Linked DNA regions of Zea mays: region 2 is linked to region 1. The links are chromatin contacts, called in public Hi-C maps. All regions are on one chromosome and are shown on one strand. Each heading gives the region's core, a stretch centred on a gene start, on an enhancer-like site or on the middle of the called end of the contact. The rest is flanking DNA. Distances are from core to core; before and after follow the strand shown. Region 1 holds the start of LOC100501338. Region 2 has its middle 10 kb from the start of LOC103629422.

Region 1 (3,784 bases), core at 796-3,295:
ATAGAATGGCAGTTTGTCAGTGATGAGACAATAGACAAATTCTATAGACATCCTAGTAGCCTTCATCAAAAGTGCATCATTGAAGTCGAATTGGCATCGGAAATGGACATGTCAACCCTTAACTCTATCCCTAGATTGCAGTCTGAGCAAAAATACGTGAGGAATCAACAACAAGTAGTTTTACATTCAAGCTGAATCAGTTTGATCAGATATACATCACCCAACTTATCTAGCGCACAAACTCCCCTTATCTAAACTTCTAGAGATAATCTAGGTGTTGTTGCTAACAAGCAACACAGTAGCATGCTCGTACTTGCACACCCACTCCGAGTCCATGCAGCCCTCGGGGCTTCAACCTCTCCAGCGTCGAGATCTACTCGTTGTAGTCTTCGCGCAACCCCACCCCGCGCGGATCCAGCCTCAATCACGCTGACTTCTTCAACATCGTCGGTGCCTGCAGAGGAGTTGCGGGTGATGAGAAGGGCGCCGCTGGACACACGTCCCAACCGCAGGCACATGCTCGTCTAGAGCTCTAGTGAGACCCGCGCCTCCATCTTCTTTCTATGCGAGGTAGGGTGGGGGTGGGAGGGGGCGAGATATGGAAATAGAAATCACTCACTCCTCGGACGGGCTATTCCATGTGGGGAAACGGAGTGGCAACAATTAAAGCGTGGAGGGTGGCGGCAGACGGGGCGAGCCGCTCGGTCATGGTGGTTTGTTAGGCGTGGAGGGTGACGGTGAATGCGGTTTTATAGCGTACAGAGAAGCCAGGGCGAATGGATGGATATGTGTTTCATTGTGATGACTGCAGATAGCGAGAGACAACGTGGTTGGGTCGTGGGAAGGGAGAGGACGGTAGGTTGAGAGAAGCAAAATACAAGAGGTTTTACATAAAAATATGACGAAAGACAACCGTCGAAACTGATGTTTTAATATAGTAAGGAAATTAGTTTCTACACACTTAGGTGATTTTTAAATTTAAGCTAGCGTTATTGAAAAGAGAAAAACATCTTTTTTTTTTGGACGGAGGAGCAGGGGCCGCAAAGCGTGCCACGCTGAAAAGTACTCCGAAGAACGCGGACACTAGCTAGTGTTGTACTACTTGCCGTAGTGCACACGGGATGGCCCTTGGCCGCCGCCGTGCAGTGCAACGGCACGGAACGCTCTGCAGTTTACGCGGCGCGCTGACGTGGCCTACGGTCCTCGCCCCCGAAATCGGGGACGCGCACGGACCCCGTCAGGCCGTCACTCGCTCGACTCGACCCAATCGAACCGGCCAATCCGAGGTGCGAACGCTCACCGCGAGCGACCCCGCGCCGCCTATCGCCGGGGGCGGCTCAGACTGTCCGCAGCGCATGACTCTACCCCTCCCCTTGCGCGTGGATGGCGGCTACAGGTAACCGCTACCAGCTGCAGCGCCCTCCCCTAAATGGCCCTCTAGTCGGCGGCCCTCTTCTCTCTCTCCCTCAATTTAGGGCCTGATTGGTTGCCCGCATATAGGCCAACCAGGCTCACGGTATGCGGTCGTAGTGTATTTGGTTGTAGGTTGCATCCACGTAACCAGGCGCGTGCTACTTTGCCGCTTGTTTGGTTTGCCGCATATGCATCAGCGCCTGTGTCTCGCGATGCAAAAAAGGAGCTCGGGCCAGGCTCTGGAGATGCGACCAAAATCTGCGCATCTGTGGAGCCAGGCTCACGCGATGCACAGCCAGGCTGCCGCGGACCTGGCTCGCTCGGCCATGCTGCCTAGATACGGCAACCAATCAGGCCCTTAGCGTTTCACTGTTCACTCCCTACAACACTGTACTGTGGGTCCACGAGTAATTGTTAGTAGATAAAAAATTGATAGTTGGTATAGAAAATGATATTTTATAGTGGTAGTGGGGTATAGGGGGAGTATTTAGGGGGAACCGCTGCGGGAGATTAAAAAATAGGGAGGAAAATAGAGGGAAAAAGTGATATAGGAGGAAAAATTTAGGGGTAACGGTTGCGGATAGTCTCACGGCTACCGGCTGCTGCCACCCGCGCCCGTCTCTCTTCCACCTCGTTCGCCTGGCTATAAATACCCGCATCCCGTTGCTCTCGCGGCCCCTCCATCCCTCCCGACGGCATCCCCTTCCCCTGCCACTCGCCTCCGCTCCGCGCAGGTAACGACGAGGCTCATCGCTCACTCGCCCGTGAATTCCTGATTAGAACCTTCGTTTCAGCACCGCTCGCTCGCTGGCTCGCCCGTGTACCGAACCCGTGATCTCACGCCGTCCTTTTTGGCATGCCGTTGGGTTTGTTCAGTACTTCAATTTGGGCGGGTGGCTTGCGCTGAGATGCCGGCGGGATTCTGTGGGTGATTTAGGCGACAGCGACCTGCGTTGATGCGTTGAGTAGTGTCGAGCTCGAGGCCACCGTATCGGATGGATTCGTCCGCCCTCGAGAGTTTCAGTGCCTCTGCGATGATTTCTGCGCGGATCGTCTCATACCGTGGGGCGTGGTCCCGGCGAAGGGGCGGCAGGCTGCTTTGTTGGGAAACACCAGCTAACCAAGCCTGTTCCCGTTGGGTCTGGGTTAGACTTGGTAGGGAGATCCCATCCCCACCCCCTGTTGCGAGACATTGCTCCAGACTTTAGTTTGAGCGAGATATTTGCCTGTTGTCCCAGAGCTGAAACCCGATGTGAAATTTGTTTCGCCTGTGTCCTTAATTTCACCTTCAGCCGAAGGCTACGTTTGTTTTGGTAGGATGCTGTTTACTGTTGCGAGAGATCCCTGACTGTCACTCCCAAGTGCCAATTTGATTGAATTTGAGGTAGGGTGTCTCCGGATGGGGTCTATGGTTATGTGGGTGCTATAGCTTGAACCCAGTTAGATCTGGCCTGAACTTCAGCTTGAACCATCAAGGTTGTATGTTTTTCATCAGTAGTTCTAGCCTTCACTGTTACACAAATTGCTTTTGGTGGTTTCCAGATTATAGGTTTTAATATGGTTGCACGATACCTTTATGCTGACTCATCTACTGTCAGCTGCATGTGCATCACAAGTTGATGCAAAGAAAAAAAATCAAGGGTAATCGATCACATGATTGGTTGAGAAGTTGTCATTCAGTAAGACAAAATGGACTTTGATAATTTGTTGCCATCTTTTGCACTAAGAGATTGTGACAAACAAATCAAGTTGCGGTTGCCAAAGTTTATTTGCGGTTCTCTGTAATTGCTTCTCTATTCAAGAGGACAAGATAACAAGGCTGTGGCTGTGCTTTGTTTTGGTCAGTAATGATATCTAAGTGCTCTATTGCTATAGATACAGATGGTGCTTTTGGTCTTGGTCATTGTCATGTGGAGTAGCGTGCACAGATGTGATTCTCTCAAGATTGCTTGTGCTCATATTGTCGTGGGACTATTGGTAGCTTTTGTGTTGGACGTTTCTCATCTTAGGGTATATGTAGGTTCCTTGTGTTACCTTACTATGTCTGTTGTTTTCTCCCATGTGACGGTACTGAGTTTTACAGCTGACTTTACGCTAAACTGAAAACATATGTCCATAGAGAGAACCTTGCTCGTTGACATTTTTATTCCTTTTTTATGTCACTCACATCTCAGCAACTATCATTAATATCTTTTTTCTTTGTCTGTTTGTGCTGCTAAGTGCTAACACAGTGCTACTTTCATTGGCAGATTAGTATTTTAAACTCAAGATGGTTAACTTCGGGAAGAAATTGATGGCTGATCAAATTCCAGAATGGAAAGGGTACTGTTTATATCTGTATAGGTTTCTGTTTATACTTTACAGTGAACCA
Region 2 (3,784 bases), core at 649-3,148, 92 kb after region 1:
ATTGATATTTGCTTAGTTTATATTAATTCTTACACGGTTATCATTTTAGATTTTTTAATCTTTATCCGGTTGTGCTAGACTTTTATTATTCACTTTTCAAATTCATAGTTACCACCTCTGTGTCACACGGTCACACCTCTATCTGTTTTTGACATGTGTTTGGTGAAACTATCTATCGTATATCCATATCCTAACACAACACTTATCTATCTACTTAGTAATTATAAGATTATCTATATTCTTTTTCCCATTTCATGTATTTTGCATTTCGAAAGAACACTTGTATAGTTATCTTCTTCACATTATCTTATCATGAGATACTTTGCTTATCAATTACTAGTATATTATATTTTCTTCACAATTACATCGTACTTTCATATTTTCTACAAATCTATAATCTATAATGTGTCTTTGGGTCATTTCTATTTTGTTTTGTTGATTAAATATTCAACACATTATTTTAGACTAACATAATCTTGTATGAGCATAAGCACATATAGTTAAAGCAAATTGAGAAAAAGGCACTTTTAGGCTTGAAAATGGGCATACTAAAAATCTATATGGTTCCAAGTGAAAAATGAATGCTTCTAGTACTTAGTCAATTGTTTTAGGTACTAATTATATTTGTCTAAGTGTTAGGGACTATATGAAGTCGAGCCAAAAAGAGCAAAGAAATGTTGGCATGAAAAAGAAGCATTCGGTCTGCTCTGGGTAGCACCGGACAATCCGGTGATTGTCCGGCCGAACGGGTTGCTCTTGCGAAAAGCAGACTCCTTCGGCTATAATTCACCGGATGGTCCGTGCGGAGCGCCGGACAATCCAGTGTGTGAGCCGGCCAACGGCTACAAGACACGTGGTCGCTGCGCCCTGCTCCGCGCCGTTCTTTGTCCGCGCGGGTGGGCAAGCCAGCAGACGCGCCTGCTCCATTTCACCGAGCACCCAGCCACTCTCGCCTCCTTTTGCTCTCGTCTCACTCTCTCACACCCACTCTCGCCCTCGCTTTCTTCTTCCACCCCGACGCCGCGTCGCCATGGCCGATGCGAGCTAAGGTCGTGGCCGCGCTTTCCCTCGTCCACCACCGTCCAAACCGAACACCGCCCTTGCTTCGCCGCCGAGCCAAGAACCCGGAGCCCCTCGCTTGAGCTCGGAGAAGCTCCGAGCACCGTCGTCGACGTCGCAGTTCTTCGCTTCCCGCCGGCGCGCGTGGACCGAGCGTCTCCGTCCACAACCTGTCGAGCCGAGGACGCCGTCGAGTTCACCGTCGACTGCTGATACTCCCCGACCGTTGCCTCGTTCGCATCGTCGTCGGTAAGCCGTCGACCAAGCGCGCCTCATCTCCCTTCTCTCTCTCTGTTCTAAGGAAGACGATGGATGTAGTGCACAAATAGATCAAAGCCAAGGAGTTTTTTCGCAAACGGTCATAGACTCAGTGGAATAGTATCCAAGGACTGTAACACCCAAAATACCATTTTGGTGGTCTGGTAATACTCACCAATCAATCAAAGTAAAAAACAATAAATATAAAATATAATAACAAGACCATAAAACAAAGGTAAATATAATTGTTTTTGTTGAGTGATTTTTTTGTTTCACATTTGGGAGCATTAATCTAAACGAATAGAATCATAAATAAATACATCAAAACTTCTCTTTTCACCTCATGTGGGGTTTTCTTGTTTGTTTCATTCATATTTGAATTTGCTAATCGAAACCATATTTGAATTTGAAATTAGAAAGGAGATTGATAAAACCAGAAAAAATATAAAAGGAGAAACTTGCCCGATGCCTAAGCTTGGGCCAGAACCTATCCCGGCGGCCCACTCCATATCCCCTCTCTCGGCCTGGTTCCCTTCGAAGCAATCCACGCGACCCAGGGATCTCCCACAGCGCCGACTAGCGGGCCCCCTGCTAGTCTCACCCGTGCGCTCGCATACCCCCTGCAACCGCTGGCAATCGGGCCTGCTCGAACGGGTGCTTCGTGAGGCCTTGCTTTCGCCGCGCCGGGGGCCCATGGTGTCAGGGGCGTCCTCTACATCAGAACGCAATAGACTGGGCGCCGGATTTGGGTTGTTGCGTTGGCCGTGGATCTCGCCATTCATGCGGACTCCGCCTAGGAGGATCCTCATCCCTGCCCATTGCCTATCCTCGCCCCACGTGCATATAAGCAGACCCCCCCCCATTAGCCCTCCAAAACCAAAGCCGCGCACGGAGCCATGGTCGCCCTACCATTATCGCAAACACAGAGAAAGAAAAGAGCACCGTCGCCGTTGTAGCCAATCCCGCTCATCCACCGTCGCTTCAACCTCGGCATGGTGCATCGCCCGTGGGTACAGCACCCATCCATGGTCTCGCCGTGCTTGGATGGCATGAAGCGTGACCGGAATTTCTCGTCAGGGCAAGGAAATCACCGCCGATGCCGTGGACAGAGGCTTTGTGCCATGGATAGTCATTGAGAGGACCTCCCAGATGTTCGTCGGGCCGAGTAGAAGCTTTGGGTAACACCAATTTGGCGGGTATTGCTTCGGGGCTAAGCTGATTGCTCATCGAAAGCACACCGCTGCCTCCGATCGACACCCTAGCGTGGCCAGTACCTTCCCTATCGTCACCATTGGTGAGTTTCCCCTCCACATGGTCACCAACTCACCATCATCCCCACTCTGTGTAGCTTCTATTGGATAGGCAAATGACTCTCATGTGCGCAAACGGGTGTGGCTCCGGCGAGCCCGCCACCACCTTCGCTTGGACCTTCGCTTGGATCATGAACATCGATCCGGAATCGTGGGGCTTTCATTGTATACCGATTTGATGAGGGCTGCGACTAATCCGGGCCGCCGGATCATGATCAGGTGGCTGGGCAACAAACAGATCCTTTTCGGCTAGCCTATTTCACATACGAGCCCCTGTGCTTTGGTGAATTAAACCCGTGGTCTAGCCTTAGTCCAAAATTAATTGCGCAGAGGTCCTTTTCTTCGCAAATTCAACCCTGAGCTTTTATCTAATAGTGGTCGCGGTCCAAACACCTTTGGTTATGGATAAAATTAATTCGAAAATAATTTTTAATGCAAAAGTAATTCCAAAATCTTAGAAAAAGCATAACTAATTCTTTTTAGCTCCGATTCAATCCGTTCCAATTGCATTAGATTCATTATAATATTGTCCAAACAGTATAGTACTAATTTACATCATATTCTCCACTTTTATAATTGGATAATAATTTAACCTATGTTTAAATAGATTAATCATTTTTTATTAAAAACTAAGTATGATTTTTTAACTTGGTTTTGATTCAATAGTAACTTAGATTATGGTGGAACTATTTTCTAATAAATATCTCCCCATGGGAATCACATTAATTAACAAAGAATATGTATATTACCACTATTTAGCCTCACAAAACTTGGGAAATCATATATTTATAACCGTAACTCCGAATTTAGTGGTTCTCGAACCAGCGATCTCGTTACAACGCGTAGAATATTAATATGTAGTTTGTGCTTATGTTTGGTCTGATGTTAATTTTGCCTATATCATGTTTGTTTGTATTGCTACGAATAGCAGTGAGGTCACGAGAATTTGAAGATCATCCTGGTACCTAGAATCTCGAGTCCCAGGCAAGTTATGCCCTTGATCACTCCTTTTTAGCTAATAATGTCTGCTGTTAATCACTGTTACATGCTCAAGTTAATTTGATGGGACCTAATAGGTTTCCCTAGCATTGTTTATTCCCCACCTTGCAAACAGATGACCTATTGGGTAGATTTGCTATTGCTCTATCTGGTTTTGG

Evidence for each region. Hi-C and Micro-C count contacts between places; a contact is called where the count stands out from the background.
Region 2: a Hi-C map of endosperm shows a contact between it and region 1, with 2.1 times the contacts expected there. The contact joins the enhancer-like site here to the promoter of LOC100501338 in region 1. A contact is called at or near these places in 4 of 25 Hi-C or Micro-C datasets (ear, endosperm and leaf).

Annotation. Positions count from the first base shown.
Region 1 is chr6:73,118,939-73,122,722 of Zm-B73-REFERENCE-NAM-5.0, forward strand. LOC100501338 reads left to right here and starts at 2,046. Exons shown (of 11, transcript NM_001362598.1): 1 at 2,046-2,147; 2 at 3,663-3,735. The coding sequence starts at 3,683.
Region 2 is chr6:73,211,568-73,215,351 of Zm-B73-REFERENCE-NAM-5.0, forward strand. No RefSeq gene overlaps it. Among protein-coding and RNA genes, the nearest start is that of LOC103629422, 10 kb to the left of the region's middle. Within about 2 kb of position 1,899, at least 18 of the 20 cell types and tissues checked have an H3K27ac peak or open chromatin away from gene starts, as enhancers often do. A contact at or near this core is called in ear, endosperm and leaf, where this site is marked.